Regions from separate parts of the Rattus norvegicus genome. Here region 2 is linked to region 1. The links are chromatin contacts, called in public Hi-C maps. All regions are on one chromosome and are shown on one strand. The core of a region is the stretch at or near the end of the contact, and the rest is flanking DNA. Distances in the headings are between cores, read along the strand shown. Region 1 holds the start of Exoc3l4 (exocyst complex component 3-like 4). Region 2 has its middle 19 kb from the start of Diras3.

What was found. Hi-C and Micro-C count contacts between places; a contact is called where the count stands out from the background.
Region 2: a contact with region 1 is called in a Hi-C map of the A7r5 cell line, with 2.9 times the contacts expected there. The contact joins the enhancer-like site here to the promoter of Exoc3l4 in region 1. A contact is called at or near these places in 11 of 12 Hi-C or Micro-C datasets (the A7r5 cell line, Schwann cells, frontal cortex and 6 more) and 1 of 1 datasets of contacts at active chromatin or transcription factors (oligodendrocytes).

The regions. Positions count from the first base shown.
Region 1 is chr6:136,272,481-136,275,262 of GRCr8, reverse strand. It overlaps Exoc3l4 (exocyst complex component 3-like 4), which reads right to left and starts at 1,390. Exons shown (of 12, transcript NM_001106759.2): 1 at 1,105-1,390.
Region 2 is chr6:136,326,830-136,329,611 of GRCr8, reverse strand. No RefSeq gene overlaps it. Among named protein-coding and RNA genes, the nearest start is that of Diras3, 19 kb to the left of the region's middle. Within about 2 kb of position 1,346, at least 5 of the 93 cell types and tissues checked have an H3K27ac peak or open chromatin away from gene starts, as enhancers often do. A contact at or near this core is called in the A7r5 cell line, where this site is marked.

The DNA of each region.
Region 1 (2,782 bases), core at 141-2,640:
GATCTAGTTAAGTCAACAAGGCAAGGAAAAGCTTGCCTCAGCAAGAGCTGCAGATGTCAGAGAGAAGCAGTTCAGATGGACGTTTTAATCTGCCGAACAGTTCACGCTTGGTTATTATGGGCATAACGAGAGTTTAGGAAATTTCATATGTTGATTTCGCAAACACAGTCGGTAGCTGTTGTATGTGCCGGTCAGGCCTATTTTTAAAAGAGACACAGTCTCCCTTGACAGTTGCCAAAACATAAACATAAACCCCTCGGTAGCCATCGCTCACGGAAGTACAGGTTTCTTAACGTGGCATGCAAGGCTCTTCCTTAGTTTGTCTTGCTTTACTCTCTCGCCCCTCTGCCGCCCCGTGCTCATCCTCCCACCTCAAGTCTTTGCGTGAGTTGCCCCTGCTCTTCCAGCTGCCCCGAGCTTCCTCGGGAGCTCTTCTTCTGAGAAACCTTCCCTGACCGGCCAAGACCTAGCACACAGCAGACCCTTTCTTTCCTGGGTCTAACTCCAACCCTAGAGAGTAGTTATATGATCCGAGATGTCTCTGCCATTTGGCCAGGAGCCCCCAGGGAACAGCAAAGGAGCCGGGTTCAGACCCGTGAAGGGCCCATAAATGTCAGGTACCCAAGGAAAATGGTATGGCCCTGCCATGATTGTGAACCATTGGTACATCTCCACTTGGGCGTGTTTCAGCTTTGCAGATCTTCATGCTGGTCCTAGTGCCTCTCCATGTGTGTGATTGTCATGTAATATGTGATTGCCTCTGCGTGTGTGTGTGTGTGTGTGTGTGTGTGTACGTGTGTGTGTGCGTGCGCACACACACTTGCCTGTGAGTGCGTCTTTGGCGTCTTCTGCTTCTATGTCTGTTTCTGTATGCCTCCTGGATGTCTCTGCTTTCTGCAAGTGTGTATGGCCGTCTATATATTCCGATGTGCGCGTATCTCCTGGGGCTGAGCTCGTACTCTATCTCAGCCAGCCTGGGCTTAGAGCCCAGACCCTTGACCACAAAAGCATCTAACAGAGCCAGACTAGTCCCAGCCTCTTGGGTCCCCACCCACTGCCCCCAAACACCCTCCTATCCTCTTCCCCCACCTGGCAGGGTCATACCTGATATCAGCACAGACAACTGTACCCAGGTAGCAGAGGTCGTAGGGAAGCGAGCCAAGCAGGATCCTGAGACCAGGTCCAGTAGAGAGGCTGCCAGCACAGCCCAATTAATTGGTTGACCAACAGCTGGGACTTCCCAGTCACAGAACCGCCCAGGCCCACTCTCTACTTGGACCCCATACTTTCGCTTTCAGGGAAGTTCCACCCCTTTCATTCCAGAGACAATGCTCCAACCTTTGATCAGTCACGGCCCAGGACCTTGCCTGAGTCCGATCGGAGCTTGCCGGAGCTGACAGGGAGAGACTGAGGAGGGAAGGCTAGGGAGGGCCTTAAGGGAAGCTGAGGAGGTGGAGATTGGTGGAGGAGAGGTTGGGGGTGGGGTCAGGGGAGGAGGATGCAGCCGTGGGGGCAGGAGCCGTTGGGGACCACTGAGGATAGCTGACCCTCACTACTACCAAAGGTAAACTAAAGCACTCACCCCCACTAGTGCCCAAGCCCAGAACACCCTGCTCTCCAGGGTAGGGCTGCAGCTCCAGGTCAGTCTAGGACGTTCACTCCAGTGCCCCCTGTGCCTGCCAGAGCTGAGGAACAGAGAACAGATACCAAGACCTGTTGAGGAAGTTTTCTGTAATGCCCGGAGGACCAGGTATGAGCCACACACTATTCCTGAAGGCTGGAAGGAGAGGGCCCGAGGGACCCAGGGGCTCACACTTAGGAATGACAGGCAGCCTTCCAGGCAGCATGAACAGCGTGGAGGAGGGGCTGTTGGGTTGGCGTCCGTCCGGAGCTCAGGCCTTCTGCCTTCACAGGGAGGATTTTCATGGGGAGGGCCGTGGAGACTTCAGAAGAGTCACCTTCCCTGGTTTCAGGGGGATTCCACAGAGAGCGTCTTAGGAAGTAAACTCAGGGGAAATCCAAGGACACATTCAGCACTGTCCCCGCCCTGCGCTCTGGGTGGATATGGATTGGATGCTCCAGTTACAGTACTCTGTACTGGGCTGTGAGAGCACAGCACCACACAGGGCATACTCTCTCGGTTTGGGGAACCTGAGGGTTAAGGTCTTGATTCTTCTGAGCCTACCTTCCTCCTCCTCTTCCTCCTCCTCTTCTTTTTCTTCCTCCTCCTCCTCTTCTTCCTCCTCCTCCTCCTCTTCTTCTTCCTCTTCCTCTTCTTCCTCCTCCTCCTCTTCTTCCTCTTCCTCCTCTTCTTCCTCCTCCTCCTCCTCTTCTTCCTCCTCCTCCTCCTGTTTCTCCTTTTCCTTCTCTTCTACTTCTTCTGGAGACAGGGTCACACTCTGTATTCCTCCATGTCCTGTAGCTCACTATGTAGAGCAGGTTGCCTATGAGTGCACAGAAATCGCATCAAAGGCGTGTGCCATCGTGACTGGTACTTTCTATCTTTCTGTGTTCTGTCCTCTGTGTGTGTCTGTCCAGTTTTCTCTCTTTCATTGCATGCGGCGTGTATATGCTTGGCCCAGGGAGTGGCACTTTTAGAAGGCGTGGCCCTGTTGGAGTGGGTGTGTCACTGTGGGCGTGGGCTTTAAGACCCTAGTCCTAACCACCTGGAAGTCAGTCATCCTGCTAGCAGTCTTCAGGTGAAGATGTAGAACTCTCAGCTCCGCCTGCACCATGCCTGCCTGGATGCTGTCATACTCCTGCCTTGATGATAATGGACTGA
Region 2 (2,782 bases), core at 97-2,596, 54 kb before region 1:
TAGCCAAACTGTCAACTGCAATTAGTCATCCCAAGCAGGAACTACCCAGTCATCACACCTTTTATCCCAGCATGCTGGAGGCAGATTCAAGCACATTTCTGTGTTTCGGGCCAGCCTGGTTCTACGTAGTGAGACTCTTGTCTCAAAAACACACACACACACACACACACACACACACACACACACACACACACACATGCACGCACACCAACTATCCCCAATTAAACACAAAGAAAAGGTGATTTTAAGATTTTAAAAACAGAACCACAGGGGGGTGAAGAGAGAGCTCAGCAGTTAGGAGTAGTTAATTGCTTTTGCAGAGGACCTGAGTTCAATTCTCAGAACCATGTCAGATGGCTAAAGACCCCCGTAACCCATAACTCCAGCTTTGTGGAACACTCCCCTCTTCTGGCCTCTTTGAGCACCCACATCCACATACGCTTTGCCAACACATAAATAAAAGCAAATTTAAAAAGCAGAAACAGAACATTAGAGGGCCATAAGGTAACTTCATCTAGCCTTCTCTACACCTACACGGAGTCTCTGCGGAAGAAAGGAGAGAGAATGGGTAAAACATTACAAGCATAATGGCTGAGTCGGCCCCCGGATTTAAAAATAATGATGAAAACTGTTAAGAAATGTAAGATGCGGGCTGGAGAGATGGCTCAGTGGTTAGAGCACTGACTGCTCTTCCAGAGGTCCTGAGTTCAAATCCCAGCAACCACATGGTGGCTCACAACCATCTGTAATGGGATCCGATGTCCTCTTCTGGTGTATCTGAAGACAGCTACAGTGTACATGTATAAATAAAATAAATAAATCTTTTTTTTAAAAAGAAAGAAATGTAAGATGTAAAATGAAACCCAAGTGTGGGAAAATAGAGAGAAGCAGCTTTGCCCAAAGCCAGGTACAGAAATGTTCAGATGTGCACAGATGGAGAGAGTGTATAGAGTACAGCAGCCATGTGAGAATCTGGAAGGATGGCAGGAGACCAGACTCCAGGATGTGCCCCAGGTCAACTGAAAGAGCAAGGCAAGAAAGGTACCAGTCACGGGTGGAGGGCACGCACAGCAAGAGTTTCTCTGTGCAGCCTGATGTCTTGGAACTCACTGTATAGACCAGTCTAGCCCCTAATTCAGAGATCCAGCTCTTGGGAGGCAGAGATAGAGTTAGATCTGATACTCATTCTCATAATTCAAGCACTCAGGAGAGTTCATTAGCAAATGTGGGTGAGGTCTGGCCTTTACACACACCCAAACCTTAACCTACCCCTCAGCACTTGCTGACCAGACAGGTACCCAGAACCTGGAAGGGACATACCTAGGAGAGTACCTGAGTCAACCACTAGGGGGCGAAACCAGCACAGTGAACGAATAGTTGAGCCTACAAGTGCTTTCCTCATCGGGGAGTTGGTTTCCAGGGGCTGCAATCGGGGAGACTGCTTTGCGATCAAGGCTTAGCTTCCTTCTCCTCAAGGATCCCGGGACTTTCCGAGCCTCTAGATGAGTTTCAGCAGCTCACAGTATCCAGGGCCATTCCCGAGGCACTGAGTGTAAGGCACTTCCTCTGTAAGACACTGAGTGGGCCCGGTGCAGTCCCGGACTCTATTGCCTCAGAGAGAATTGTATCCCAGAAACCTGTCTGGGGCCAGCAATCTGAGGCACAGCGTCTTAAACAGAAGGGACCTAGGCACATGTTGTCAGAACAACATCCAGAAGGAGCCCAGAGTTTAATAGCAGGGGGGTTGATGGATCTGCTATTGGCCATCAAGGACTCTGCTGGGTCACCTTACAGATTTCCTTCTAATGGCAGCAAAGAAAACCTGATTGTGCTGTCTTGTCCATGTGTGACCAGCTTCTGCTCTGCCTGGGCTCCGTCCCATTTTCCCAGAGCAAAGTGGGAGGGGATGGCCCTGAACTGACCACCTCACTGTGGGCTATCCTGGGCGAGATGTGGCCCCTCTCCTCCGGTTAGGGTTTTCCCTTCTGCTTGATGTCCCATTTCTTCTGGGATCAGAGCATTGGTTTAAAACCGGTAACCACGACGAAAAGTTTGTTTATTTATTTAGGTGTGTGTGTGTGTGTGTGTGTGTGTGTGTTCACCCACCCGTTGAGGTCTGAGGATTCTCTCCTTCCACCATGTGTGTCCCTAGGGTCAGTTTGGGCAGGAAGTGGTCTGACACACTGAGCACACCACTGGTCCTTGTTTTATTGTTTTTATTGTTAAGTCACTAGAAATCCACAGGACAGCATAGTCCTTACCTACGGACTCTAGAGCCATCCTTACAGCCTGCTCTTACACCCCTGTGTGGAATGGCTGAAGGGAAGCTCACAGCCCTTCCTCCAGACTCAAGGGCCACAGGCCCCTGTCCAGTGGCTCCCTCCTCTCCAGCCTCGTAGGTTGGTGGGGGAGGCAGAACCCTTGGCTCCTAAAACCTGGCCCTGTGAAGGCCCCAGGGGCTTCCACACACCTTGAGGCTCTGGAGCAGAGCTTGCCAGGGAGTGGAGTCAGAGTCATAGACACCAGGGGGCAAGGAGGATACACAAGCCAGTCCTGAAGCCTTTGGCTTGAAGTCCTGGACTCTGACTAAGCCTGAGAGTTGACTGCCCTTGGGCCTCACTCTCTGCCGACCATCCTGCCCCTGGAGTCCTTCCTTCAGGCTGCTCTGCAAGCTGTAGGCTCCCCCAGAGCGACAGTGGGATTTTCCTGGCAGATGGAGACGTGGGAAGGAGAGTTAGATCCTGAGGACCTGGGGCAAGGGCTCCAGGTCTGCGCAGCCCGG